Regions from separate parts of the Sus scrofa genome. Here regions 1, 2 and 4 are each linked to region 3. A link is a contact called in public Hi-C, HiChIP or PLAC-seq and promoter capture Hi-C data. All regions are on one chromosome and are shown on one strand. Each heading gives the region's core, a stretch centred on a gene start, on an enhancer-like site or on the middle of the called end of the contact. The rest is flanking DNA. Distances are from core to core; before and after follow the strand shown. Region 1 has its middle 22 kb from the start of SKIDA1. Region 2 holds the start of SKIDA1 (SKI/DACH domain-containing protein 1). Region 3 holds the start of BMI1 (BMI1 proto-oncogene, polycomb ring finger). Region 4 holds the start of OTUD1 (OTU domain-containing protein 1).

Evidence for each region. Promoter capture Hi-C pulls out the DNA fragments that hold promoters and counts their contacts. A called contact is a pair of places that touch in the nucleus more often than the background predicts. HiChIP or PLAC-seq counts read pairs in DNA pulled down with a chosen protein or histone mark.
Region 1: a contact with region 3 is called in an H3K27ac HiChIP or PLAC-seq map of alveolar macrophages. The contact joins the enhancer-like site here to the promoter of BMI1 in region 3. A contact is called at or near these places in 1 of 5 promoter capture datasets (fetal skeletal muscle), 7 of 47 Hi-C or Micro-C datasets (brain, embryonic fibroblasts, fetal heart ventricle and 3 more) and 1 of 2 datasets of contacts at active chromatin or transcription factors (alveolar macrophages).
Region 2: a Hi-C map of embryonic fibroblasts shows a contact between it and region 3, with 2.3 times the contacts expected there. The contact joins the promoter of SKIDA1 here to the promoter of BMI1 in region 3. A contact is called at or near these places in 3 of 5 promoter capture datasets (fetal liver, fetal skeletal muscle and liver), 15 of 47 Hi-C or Micro-C datasets (alveolar macrophages, embryonic fibroblasts, epiblast stem cells and 9 more) and 2 of 2 datasets of contacts at active chromatin or transcription factors (alveolar macrophages and skeletal muscle).
Region 4: a promoter capture Hi-C map of liver shows a contact between it and region 3, with 4 times the contacts expected there. The contact joins the promoter of OTUD1 here to the promoter of BMI1 in region 3. A contact is called at or near these places in 1 of 5 promoter capture datasets (liver) and 4 of 47 Hi-C or Micro-C datasets (heart right ventricle, liver, mesenteric adipose tissue and 1 more).

Annotation. Positions count from the first base shown.
Region 1 is chr10:53,350,788-53,353,947 of Sscrofa11.1, reverse strand. No RefSeq gene overlaps it. Among named protein-coding and RNA genes, the nearest start is that of SKIDA1, 22 kb to the right of the region's middle. Within about 2 kb of position 1,462, at least 59 of the 83 cell types and tissues checked have an H3K27ac peak or open chromatin away from gene starts, as enhancers often do. A contact at or near this core is called in alveolar macrophages, brain, fetal skeletal muscle and 2 more, where this site is marked.
Region 2 is chr10:53,328,482-53,331,611 of Sscrofa11.1, reverse strand. It overlaps SKIDA1 (SKI/DACH domain-containing protein 1), which reads right to left and starts at 1,471. Exons shown (of 2, transcript XM_021064948.1): 1 at 579-1,471. LOC102158457 (a long non-coding RNA gene) reads left to right here and starts at 1,651. Exons shown (of 3, transcript XR_001299330.2): 1 at 1,651-1,800.
Region 3 is chr10:52,594,512-52,597,751 of Sscrofa11.1, reverse strand. It overlaps BMI1 (BMI1 proto-oncogene, polycomb ring finger), which reads left to right and starts at 1,598. Exons shown (of 10, transcript NM_001285971.1): 1 at 1,598-1,831. COMMD3 (COMM domain-containing protein 3) reads left to right here. Exons shown (of 8, transcript XM_005668159.3): 8 at 1-361. The coding sequence ends at 44.
Region 4 is chr10:51,619,662-51,622,764 of Sscrofa11.1, reverse strand. It overlaps OTUD1 (OTU domain-containing protein 1), which reads left to right and starts at 1,456. Exons shown (of 1, transcript XM_021064917.1): 1 at 1,456-3,103. The coding sequence starts at 1,649. The coding sequence ends at 3,085.

The DNA of each region.
Region 1 (3,160 bases), core at 213-2,712, 760 kb before region 3:
GTTTTCCCCAAGAATCTCGAGTTCGCTGAGGTTACTTATACCCGAGAAACGATGAGTTTACACGCACAGGCACGTTTAGTTAAAAAAAAAGAAAGAAAATCTGCTCTTCGATACTCTACAGGTTCCTTGCTTTCACCAAATAAACAAAGCATCGGAGCCAGAGTAAGCTGAACCTGGAGATAAAGAAGGAGGGGTTTCCTACGGGGCCCCAGCGCCTTTCCGTCCCCTTGCACCCGCACCTTCCCAAGAGTCTGCAAGTTGTGGGCGTCAAATGCTATTCCCGTACCGGCCAGTCTCATCCTGAACATTTGGAGTAGAAAGACCCATGGACAAGTCAACAACCCTTGGCGACCCTTTCCCGCTGGCCTTCTGCTTTTAATAAACGAAAATAAAAGTTTGCTCTTCAGTTAAAGAAACGCTGTTTTGGTCTTTACGCCCGGACGCGTGACTTACGCATCCTTTTATACCAGCAGGGAGTTATCAATTGTGGTTGTCGAAATCGATACCGGGGCATCCACGGACGAAGACCTGCAGGTAGTGAGACCAAGGGATCAGGGAAAGAGTAGCAGGAACCAGCAGACTCCGACAGTTCGGGGTGGCCAGGCCAGCTTCTCGCGCGAGGCTTGCGGCGGGTGGAAGCACTGCTGCGGAAGAGCCGAACGCGCGGGTGGGAAACGAGGCCGGTTCCACCTTAAGAGCCGGTGCGGCGCGGCGGCTGCGGAGGCGCACGGCACCTGCAGGAGGCGCTGCTGCCCCGCTGTTCCGTCCGCGTCGCGGTGCGCCGCCGGCCTTGCAGCTCCCGGGCCGCAGTCCCCGGAGGGGGTGGGGACGCTGGGGGAGGAAGGGAGCGAGTGCAGCCGTTAGGTAAGGAACCCGAGCCCTCCGGATTTTGAAGCGGCCTCGGTGAGGCGTTTGCTGTAGGGAGCTTTCCGTCATTCGGCCGCGAGAGGAAATGTGGCGAGGCACCCTCCCCTGCCCCCACCGCCTGCCTTCCTGCCTCCCTCCACCTCTGCTCCCCGACCCCGACCGTGCTTCCCAGACCCTTTGTTCTCGAGGTTGGAAGCTGCTGGGTGGGGGTTCCCCGGGGAAGAGGGGCCCTTGCGCCACTCGGATGGGAAGGGAAGGGACTCTCGCCTCGCCCCCCACCCCGCCCTCTTAAGCCGAGCCCGCCTGGCCCCACAGCCTCTTCTCCGCGTCTCAGTGCCTCCTTTCCGACCCTGATTCCCCCAGCTCCGGCTCCCAGGCCTTCGCCTTCTGTTTACCCGCCTCCCCTCCCACTTCTCGCCACTCCGAGGTCTCCGGGACGAGGGTGGGAGAGGCAGACGGGAGGGGTGGGAGAAACCGTGTCGCCTCCGCAGCGCGGAGAACCCCCAGGGATCCTTTCAGGATGTGTCCCCTAGGACCCGCCGCAGGGGCAGGGGTTTCCCCGCGTCGCCGCTGGGCGGAGGCTTGACCCAGCCGGGAGGCCGCCCGGCGGCGCCCCCACCGCGCAGCCGGGGACCCACGGGCACAGAACCTATCCCGCCGACGCAGCCAAGAGAGGGCCCCGCGCGGCTCGGCCTCACGGTCCGGACCCCTGCCCCCAGGTGGAGAGAAGGGGACACCGTACTTCGCGCCGAGGGGAGGCGAATTGCAAACAAACGCCCCCTGCTTCCCCCACCCACCCTCTGGGGCGCCACCCGCATCGCCTCTCCGCCGCGCGCGACCCCGAGAGCTCCCGCGATTGTGTCTCCTTGAGTAGTTACAATTGCACGCCGCTGATTCCTTACTCGGGCGAAGCGTCGCGGAGGGGAGCGAGGGCACAGGGATGCGGGGGGAGGGGAGAAGCCGGGCGGGAAAGTGAGCGAAAAGGTAGGGGGACGTGGCTGGGCGGCAGAGCAGCGAAGGGCCTCCCGGAATCCCGAGTCCGAGCCCAAGAGGCAGGACAGCCCAGCAGGCCGGTTCCCTGGCCCGGCAGCCGCAGCCCAACGACCGAGCCCTCCACGTCCTCAGCTCTGGGGATGCGTCTTCGCAGAGCGCTATCCACGCGCCTCCCACGCTCACGACCCTGGAGGGGGCTCCACGTGAGCCCAGGTACAAAATCGGTGTCCCCTCCCCCCGGAAATTGGACGCAGCCTGGGGCCGTCAGCTCGAGGCTGCCTGGAGTCTCCTCAGGCCTCTCGGAGTGGCCCTGGACCTCACTGGCTGATCGAAAGCTGCGCCAGCAGTTCTCAAGGCAGCGGGTTCCCCGGGACACACCCCGTCTCCACCCCCGAGAGCTGGCGGCCAGCTCGGGATGCCAGGCGGCCAGGCGGGCGCCTTGCCAAATTCCGCGTTCCTCTCCAGGAGACAGGGAGCTGCGTCCCAGGCTCGGGAAAGCCCATAGTTTGGGCTTGGGACTCGCTTGCAAAGCCCCCCCAAGGCGCCTGGGACGCCTCTGCAGGTTGAATTCCTGCTCCGTATCACTTCAATTTTAATTAATCTTTTAAAACACCGCTGTCACGTCGCTTGCAGAAAATTAATCAAACCTGAATCCTTGTTGCATAGCAAGAATTTCGATCTGAGTCTTTTAAAAAGGACTTGACTTTGCAAAGTCACGTCTTTTATAGTTCCCTCATTCCCCCTTTAGCAAGGGAAATATTGCAAAAGTCAAGACATGTTTGTTTGGTTCTTTCTATCTTCAAAATGAAATTTTGCTGATTTTTTATCTTTATTTTTTGTCTTTGAACCAAAAAAAAAAAAAAACCCGAGATAAATTGCCTACCTTTGTTAATTCAAAATATAATTACTTTGAATGATCTTTGTTTAAGAGCCCAGATAAACTAAGATAATCTTAATTTTAATGTGACACGACCCCTATTTTTCCTTGTGAATAATGAGAATAAAGCAGTCATTAATTAATACCAAGATATCTCCATAGAAGATGGTATCTGGTCTCATGGAGATGCTGAAACATCAGTTGTATTAGTAATTGATACTGTATAATTGAACATGAAGATAGTCTTCTATTTTTAACCTCAAAGCTCAGAGTTTATTTGGTGATTACTGAATTCCTAATAATTAATTTTTGTTCCTTGCATAAATAATTCTCATGATTCCCAGTTCCCATGCAACAGAGAGGCTTCTCTTTAAAATCTGCCCCTCAAAATATAAGATTGTGAACCTGTATTGTGCAACAATC
Region 2 (3,130 bases), core at 222-2,721, 730 kb before region 3:
CAAATAAAATGACAGAGTGAAGTGAGCTCGTCCGGAGACACCTTCATCAATTAATTCCCCTAAAGCCAGCGCTGATTGGACACTCCTGACAGGTGATGCAATAAAAATTGATATTCCACCCCTTCCCCCCAAAATCTCCCACTAATTAGCATACCCTTATACTGCCACCTCCCCTCCCAAAGTAAATAATACAGTCGGTATATAAATCTTTCCATTAAACTATCGAAGCTCAGAAACAGCCTGACTCACAGACTTCATCAGAAGCAGTGTGTGTACGCTTTAAAAAAAAAAAAAAAAAAAAAAAAAAAAAACCTGTATATTCGCCTTTAAAGGAATATTGCCTATTTTTTGCTTTATTTGCATTTTACCGCTATAGCTATTATCATCTCAAAGAAAAGCATTTTTAAGACATTATCAAGCCTAAATAGATACACCCCTCCCCCTTTTCCTTTGGAAAATGAAGCTTAAGCGTAAACGTGCAGAATAGCTTGGTATTTCCCTTTTGGGAGTGGGGAAGGAGCCTGACTGGGAACTCCAAAGTTAAATCCGCGCGGTGAACCACCCCAGTACAGACTTACGTTTTGAATTTCTCTCGATTTTCCTTTTTTTTCCACCCCTGAAATGCCTTTTTACACAGAAACAAAGTTATTTGACCAAGGAAGCAGTTCAAGGCTCCAGCTCCGAAACACTGTAACAATTCAACTGGATTTTGGTGCTCTGCTGGGGGGTGGGCTGGGGAGGAGGTAGTTTCACGTCAGACCCATAACAAAGCATAGATAAGCCAGAAATGTGTACACTTTTCACAATTAACCAGGCTGGATCGGAGGCGGGATCTTCCTAGAGTCCCCAGCAGAGCCTTTGCCAGGGTCCTGTTCACCACAGGTCAGAATTCCATGGAAGGGACTGCTTCTGTAGCAAAGAAAAGAAAATGTAAACCGCCCAAGGTGCTTCCAGAGGTTTTACGTAATAAAGATGAAAAGAAAGTGCTGATGTACGATGCAGACTATTTCAGTGGTCTAGGATGCTTTTGGTTGGTAGTTTAAATGAATCTTCCACAACTCCCATTTTTTCCATGAAAGCCAAGCATCTGCTTTAAAAAAAAAAATCACTTTGGATGAATACCAATATTGTTTAACCTCTTCTTAGTCAAATTAAGGCATATTTTGGTGTCATTTTCAAGGATATCCAAAATATTGCCAAATGAGAGCAAAGGTCTTCCCAGTCGCATTACCACGATCCCAAGGCGGTTTGTTGGCTGCTTTGCAAAATTCGGCAAAATCTTCTTAACTGCTCGGTGTTTGCAACTACAGCACAAATACAACCCAGGCATTTATATATTTCCTTGCTCTTCCAAAAATAGAGACATCCGTGTGGTTAAAAGAATAAACGGATATTTCTGACCCTGCAAGAAAAAAATTGTACAGTAATTTCTTCCTTCACATTCAAAAGTTCCAGCTTCCCCTGCTCTGGCTAGCATAAGCAGGTATGGCGAGAGAGAGAGAGAGAGAGAGAGAGAGAGAGAGAGAGAGAGAGAGAGAGAGAGATTAAAAACCGAGGAATCAGACATACAAAAAGGTAGTTTGCATGAAATCTCAGCCATAGTTCCCTACCCCCACCCTCGTCTTCCATGTAATTTCCCAGGAATTTTGAAGAGAATTGGGAATTTCAAGAAGTGCATCCGGAAATTAAGGAAGTCTATTTAAGAGCGTCTGTAACTCAGAGGTTGGGATTTGAAAAGTCAGCCCTGGACTACTGTTGCACTCCGCACAGATGTAATCGCCGCTCTTCAACTTAATCAATGTGTGTACAAACCGCGATGTCTAGTTCTTGCCTTTGAAATCTAAGGCTAGCATTTCCATCCAAGAAATCAGAGCTACAGCAAATTACATTTTTGTCCCTTGAATGAGAGAAGGATCATTGAATGGATCTCGTGATATTTCAGGCTTTAAACGTAACCGAGAGGCAGCAATGAACAATGCCTCGTCACAGCTAATACCATCCACCGAGTTGGCTTTCTTTTGCATCTGGATCTATCACACCGCGTTTTTCTCTTTCACTTTCACAGGAGGCAAAATGCAAAAGGTTTTGGCAGAATGCAAAGTTTCCAGGAAAAGCAGATGCTGGTGTTTGCTTTTTAAAGTAGAATGACCAGTGTCTTTCTATTGCCAATGACAATAATGTTTTAAAATTCCTCCTGATGCACTTTTATGCTGCCAGCCCTCTTCCTCCCACCCCACCCCATAGTCGTCCAATTCCCCTCCCCCAGCTTTAAGATTTCCACCAAACAGCCAAGAAATAGTAAACTCAGAAAACGCTTTGAGAAGATATTACAAAAGGTTGGCTAGAACGTCTCTTTTTTTTTTTCCCCCCCTTTGGGCCAGGTAGTTCTAGTTGTTCTTGATTCCTATTTAGAATTACACACACACACACACACACACACACACACACACACACTCCTATTCCTCCTGCACAAGACAACATTATTTAGTAGCTATTTCAAAAATCACCTTTTCCTCTCCTTCCTCCCCTTCCACCTTTAAAATACCGGCAATATGGGTGATTCTTAAAACTAGTAGAATATTAAGATTTAAAAAAAAACAACTAAAGTTATAATCTGTTGGATCAAATAGAGAAAAATAAAGGCCAAGAGATTTGAGAACTGGGTCTGTGTATACAATTTATACGAGTATCTTTGTATGTGCACTCAGATACCTTCACACTTATACATTTTTAATACTCCTATTAAACATCTTTCTTCTTGTCTAATACATTCTTTTGTTCCTTTAACTTCCCTATCGTTGCATGTGTGTGTGTGTGTGTGTGTGTTAAGGTGTGAGCGCGCGCGTGCGTGAGTGTGCTGCACGCTAACACACACACACACACACACACACACACACACACACACCCAGAATGTGACAGACAGCTTTCTTGTAGCCATCAGCACACGTTGCATATCCGGGGTCTTCTCCAGGCACATTGGGGGTCGATCCCGATAAAAAGATCTAGCAGAGGCCCCTGAGCGCTCACACATGAAAGGCAGGGGACTTTAAGATGGATTTGCATGCACACAGGGGATTTCGATCAATAGCTACCAACATTTATGGCTTAGATTATTAATGTGAAAGCTGGC
Region 3 (3,240 bases), core at 349-2,848:
TTAAAGATGCTTCGAAAAGCCTGGAAAGAGCAACTCAGTTGTAACTTGGGGAAGTTAAAGATCTGCCCGGGTCTAGAGAAAGACCAGGAACGCCTTGCCATCCGCCGAACCACCATTTGTGCGAGCTGGATGTATTCCTTTTCAAGAGAATAAATTTTTTCTTTTTGATTTCTGTCACTCAACAATTTTGACACTACTTTTTTTTTTACATGTGTGAAAGGGTTGAGAGGGACATTCTGCCTAAGTATATGAATCGTCTTTAGTATTATTCGTACATTGATCCCACTTGATTTTTTCAAGTCTTACAAGAGGAAGCAGACAGTATTACATTTTGAATAAATAAGTTGTTCCCACAAAAAGAGTGGTGAGAGTTTGGATTTGAGTTTGTTAATTATTACTCTGAGGACATAGACACGACTGGCGTTAACTTTTAACGATCGCCTTTTCTCAGGATCTAAGTTAAACACAGTGGGAAAGGATGCGATCTCCGGGGGCGGCTTTGCTTCAAGACCCCAGCTTCGGGACGTGGGGAGCAGGCGCGGTCGCCCCGCGGCGGGAGCCGGCCGATCCCGTTACCTGCGCCCGAGGGTTCGCCCGAAGCCCGACCCTCGCACGCGGAGCTCCGGAGGCCCGACCCGGCCGGTCCCGCGCCGAGCCCCTGCCCGGAGCGAGCGGCTGCCCGCGCGCGCCCCGCCTCGGCCACTGGCGGGCGGGGAAGGGGGCCGGCGCGGCCGCGGGAAGACTGGGGCGGGCGCTGTTGTTTCCGCGAGCCCAACTCAGGCGCAGGTTCCGCGCCGCCGGATTCTGGGCCGCAGCCCGTGGGGCCGGTGGGGCCAGGCGGGGGGCGGCGGCTCGGCGGGAGCCCGGGGACGTGTGCGCCGCGGGCGGAGGCGGGCGGCGAAAGAAAGAAATAACGGGGGGTGGGGTGGGCTGAGCTGCGTGCGGGGCCGGAGCGATGCCCGCGCCGAGAGCTGGGTGGCGCGGGTGGCGCTGTGGAGAAATGTCTCCGCAGCCAGCGCCGCCGCGCCGAGCGAGGGGGAGGGGGCCGGGTAGCGCTGCTCCGAGGGGAGGGGGCGGCCGCGGGCCCGACTACACCGACACTAATTCCCAGGCCGCCCTTAAGGAATGAGGGGAGCACGTGACCCGGAGGGGGGGCGGCGGGGGGAGGGGGCGGGCGGACTCTGAGCCATTTTGGAGCCGGTGTCAGTTTCCACTCTGCCTTCAGCAGTGCTTTTTTTTTTTTCCACCATCCCCTCCCCCCTCCTCATCCTTCCTCCCCTCCCCCCCGCCGCTCCGCACGCACACACACGGCGCCCCCCCACCCGCCCTCCTCCCCCCACGGCAACTATGAAATAATAATCGTAGTATTAAAGGCAGAGATCGGGGCGAGACAATGGGGATGGTGGTGAGGGAGCCCCGATCCGGATTAGAAACACCTCCCAGCCCCGCAGAATAATACTGATCGCGCCCCCTCCGCGCGCTCCCTCCCCCGAGTGAGGAGCGGGAGGAGGCGGCGGCGGCCGAGGAGGAGGAGGAGGAGGCCCAGGAGGAGGAGGCGTTGGAGGCCGAGGAGGAGGAGGAGGAGGAGGCCGCGGAGGAGGAGGAGGCCGAGGCGGAGGAGGAGGAGGAGGAGGCCGGGCTCGGGAGGCAGCATGAGCCGAGCGCGGCGGCCGCCGCTCCTCTCGGCTGCGCTCGTTGCCCATTGACAGCGGCGTCTGCAGCTCGCTTCAAGATGGCCGCTTGGCTCACATTCATTTTCTGCTGAACGACTTTTAACTTTCATTGTCTTTTCCGCCCGCTTCGATCGTCTCTCGCCGGCTGCTTTTTCCGGGTACGTAGGAGGCTAGGCGCCTCCGGGACGGGGCCTGGGGGCGGCGGGGGCCGTGCGGGGCTCGGGCCGGCCGCGGGTGGACCGGGAGCGGCCCCCCCGCGTCTCGCCCGCGCCGGCCGGGAGGGCGCTGACAGCGTGGGCGCCGAGCCCCGCGCCGCCGCCCGCCGGCCCCGCGCGCCGCCCGCGCCCGCGAGCGCGCGCCCGCCGCCGCCCGCCGACTCCCGCGGCGCCGGGACCGACCCGCAGCCCGCGCCGCGCCGCCGCCGCCAGCCGGCCTCGGCGCCGCTCCAGCCGCCGCCCGCTCCAGCCCGGACGCGCCGCGCGCGGCCCCACGTTTTAGTTCCTTTCTCCCCCGAGCGCCCCTCTACACCCTCGCGACGCACATGGCCCCCGAGAAGAACACTTCTATTTGCAGCCTCTGCGGCTCTCCCGGCCACGGCGCCCTTTGTTGAGAGGTAGATTTTGATGAAACGGGGACGGGTGCCTGAAATCGGGAGCTGCTTGGGTCAAGTGGCTTCCCTCCTCTCCCGAAGAAAGGGCTTTGGAGGGGTTTTAACAGCCAGAGAACGCCCCCATTTTATAGGGACGGGTTGCGTGGGGGGCAGCGATCCCGCTAAGGTGGATGTTAGACTGGAGAGAGCCCGAACAAAAATGTTATTAACTTAAGTTGGAGGGACACTTGTGTGAAATTAGATGGCTTGTAAGATGGCGGTTCCCAGTTGTTTCCTAGGTCTCCTGCATTTGTGTTTAAAATGGTAAAGTTTTCAAGGTGTTATTTGTTGGGAGTCTCGGATAAGTCCTCCAAACACTACTTGGGACGTGCTCACTGGGAAGTGGGCATTTCAAATTTGGAGCTTTTTTTGGAGTGATGATGGTGAGTGGACGTTAGTCTTGCAAGAGGTTTCCTCTCTTTCTTTCTTTTTTCTTTTTTTCCCCCCTCTCAAAGACTATAGTTTTTCTTTCAACCTCTAGTATGGGATGCACCCAGAACCATTACTTAAGTCCACAACGTTTCATAGGTTTTGCTAAATGTCAGCATGGGTCATGTGGTGAAGAGATGCTTTGGAAAATGAGCACTAAAAAGTTGATGGCATATGTTTACGCAGTCTTTGGGGTTTGACAGCGATATAGCATGATCTTTTTCCCAGAGATTTACAGTTAATAATTGGAAGTAAACAAGTAGAGAGACTTTGATCATTCCCAATTGCAATAAAAGGATTTAGTGGGCTTAGTGGTCACGGTTCAATATTTGAAAGAGGAGCATGTATTAACCCCTTCCTTTAAAGTAGGCAAAATTCTAGGCATATTTATTCAAATCCAAGTGTAGGTTGGTGATGTCTAGAATGTTATGAGTAGTTCAACCTATGTTTTATAAGAACCTTAACTCTCATGTTGCAGAAACATATTAT
Region 4 (3,103 bases), core at 207-2,706, 970 kb after region 3:
GACAGTCCCAATCAACGATGAAATCTGAGTAATTTCTCTTTCCTAATTGGTCAGTGGGGTCTACAAGTTCCCAAGCTGAAAAGATGGTTAGGCATTTACATGGTTGTTTACCCTTCTGAGTTGACTTACCTAACAGGTTCAAAGGAACCTGCTGGGACCCTGCCTGTCGCACCCACCACTGCAAATTAAAAGTCCTGGCTGGGATCAGGAGGCCAGGATGGTAGTTCTGGCTTCTCCACTGTCTTGGGAACGCCTCCTTCATTAGCTAATTCATTCAGTAAATATTAATTAGTTCCAACTATGTGCCAGGCTCTGTGCTAGTGTTGGTTCAATAACTGTAATCGCCGATAAGACGAAGTTTTTCCGTTCGTGGCATCAGCAGAAGCGTGAGGGGAGGCGTATTCCATAGCTTATTTTCCCATCATTAGAATGGTAGAATAGCTTCTTAGGTTCCCTTTGAACGTTTAAGCCCTGTTAGTTTAGCATATGCTCAAAACTCAAAATAGAGCAGAAGCAGTGCTCCCTACTATACAGTCAATACATGATCGAACATTTGAGTGTCATGGCTTTTCTTTACAAACAGGAACAACTAACACCGTTGGGTAGAACTATTTTCAATATTCTATTCAATTTCAGCGTTCTCTGAATGCGTCACTTTGCTGCTGACCTATGGTAGCAGCTGTGCCTAATCAGGCAATTAGTATTTCTAGGTTAGGCATTTGGTATTTCTCTCAGTGTTGTATTTACTTGTTGATATGGGTTAGGGGTGCAGAAAAGTTGGTTTCGGTTTAGCCGGGCAGTAAGGTGCTGGGGAGAAAGGGAAGCGACACGCTACGTTAACAACATAATCTAAGGGAGTAAATGAAAAAGACGGCATTGGTGCCATGAAAGTTTTAGGGCAGCGCTCTTAAGAAACGCAGTCTTCCAAGCATTCTAGACCGCGTCCAGCAGCGCCCAGCCCGCCACGATCTGCTAAAGTAGCGCAGAAAAACGCGGCGCCAAAACGTACGGCTTCAGCGGGTGAGCGGCCAAGAGTCCCTCGACCGCGCTAGGTTCGCAGCCCGGCGCTCTCCCGCCCGCGCGCCCGCCGCTCACGGCCCGCGTTACGGGCCACGCCCATGACGTCGCCGAACGGGGCGGAGCAGGCCCGAGGGGCGTGGCGATCCCGCGCGATTGAATGGGACGCAGCGACGAGCCGCGCATTCCAGCGAGGGCACGTGACGCGGCCGCGCGGTCTGAGGTAAACAACTGCGGCCCCGCCTCCTGGCCCCTCAGCGCGGCCCTCTCTGCTCTTGCCGGCGGGACGCTCTCCAGCGGGGAGGGCGGCTTCCTCCGAGAGTACCCAGCGGCCGCCGCGGGCCGGAGCAGCGGCAGCGGGCGCGGCGCCCCGTGTCTGCGGGCCGAGCGCGCCGGCAGGGGTCGAGCGCGCGTCCCCTCCCCGCCCCCACCGCACGCTGTGGCGCAGCAGGAATTTGGCGGGGACCCGGGCGTTATTTGCGGCTCCTGACGCGCCGGCAGCTCTTCGGTCATTTCTATTCTCGGGGCACTGGGTCACCGCGCTCGGCCGGCCCCCTCCCCCGGGCCCGGAGGGTGTGTCCCCTCACCGGGGCTCGGCGCGCCTATAAGGAGCCGAGCAGCGGGCAGGGACATGCAGCTCTACAGCAGCGTCTGCACCCACTTCCCAGCCGGGGGCCCGGGTCCCACAGCCCCCGCTCCGCCAGCCGCTGCCGCTGCCGCCCCGTTCAAGGTCTCTCTGCAGCCCCCGGGACCCGCCAGCGGCGCGCCAGAGCCCGAGACCGGTGAGTGCCAGTCGGCCGCGGCCGCCGAGCCCCGCGAAGCCGCCGTCGCCGCCCCCGCCTCCAAGATGCCCGCCTTCTCCTCCTGTTTCGAGGTGGTGTCCGGGGCCGCCGCCCCCGCCACGGCCGCCGCTGCCGGGCCTCCCGGCGGGTCCTGCAAGCCGCCGCTGCCGCCACATTACACGTCCACCGCGCAGATCACCGTGCGGGCCCTGGGCGCCGACCGGCTCCTGCTGCGCAGCCCCGAGCCCGGCGCCGCCGCGCCTACCGCCCCGCGCGGCCGCTGCCTCCTCCTGGCCCCGGCGTCCGGCGCCCCGGTCCCGCCACGGCGGGGCTCCTCGGCCTGGCTTCTGGAGGAACTGCTGAGGCCCGACTGCCCCGAGCCCGCCGGCCTGGACGCGGCCCGCGAGGGGCCCGACAGAAACTTCCGACTGAGCGAGCACCGCCAGGCCCTGGCCGCCGCCAAACACCGAGGCCCCGCGCCACCCCCGGGGAGCCCGGAGCCCGGGCCGTGGGCCGAGGAGCGCCCGGCGGAGAGAAGCCTCCGCGGCTGGGACAGGGCCGGCGACCGCGGCGACTCTCCCGGGGCCGACGAGCCGCGGCGGCCCGACCCGGAGGCCCAGGCAACCCCGGCCCGGAGCGGCGAGGCGGCCCCGGGCGGCGCGGCCGAGGCGGTGATCGTCTCCAGGTCGGATCCCCGGGACGAGAAGCTGGCTCTGTACCTGGCGGAGGTGGAGAGGCAGGACAAGTACCTGCGGCAGAGGAACAAGTACCGCTTTCACATCATTCCCGACGGCAACTGCCTCTACCGAGCAGTCAGCAAGGCGGTGTACGGGGACCAGAGCCTGCACCGGGAGCTGCGGGAGCAGACGGTGCACTACATCGCCGACCACCTCGACCACTTCAGCCCCCTGATCGAGGGCGACGTGGGGGAGTTTATCATCGCTGCTGCTCAAGACGGGGCGTGGGCCGGGTACCCTGAACTGCTGGCCATGGGGCAGATGCTGAATGTGAATATACATCTAACTACTGGAGGGAGGCTGGAGAGCCCCACCGTGTCTACCATGATTCACTATTTGGGCCCTGAGGATTCCCTAAGGCCTAGCATTTGGCTCAGTTGGCTCAGTAACGGACATTATGACGCGGTGTTTGATCACTCCTATCCTAATCCGGAGTATGACACTTGGTGCAGGCAGACTCAAGTGCAAAGAAAACGCGATGAAGAACTCGCCAAATCCATGGCCATATCCCTGTCCAAAATGTATATTGAACAAAATGCATGCTCTTGAAGTGTCTGAAAAGCTCCG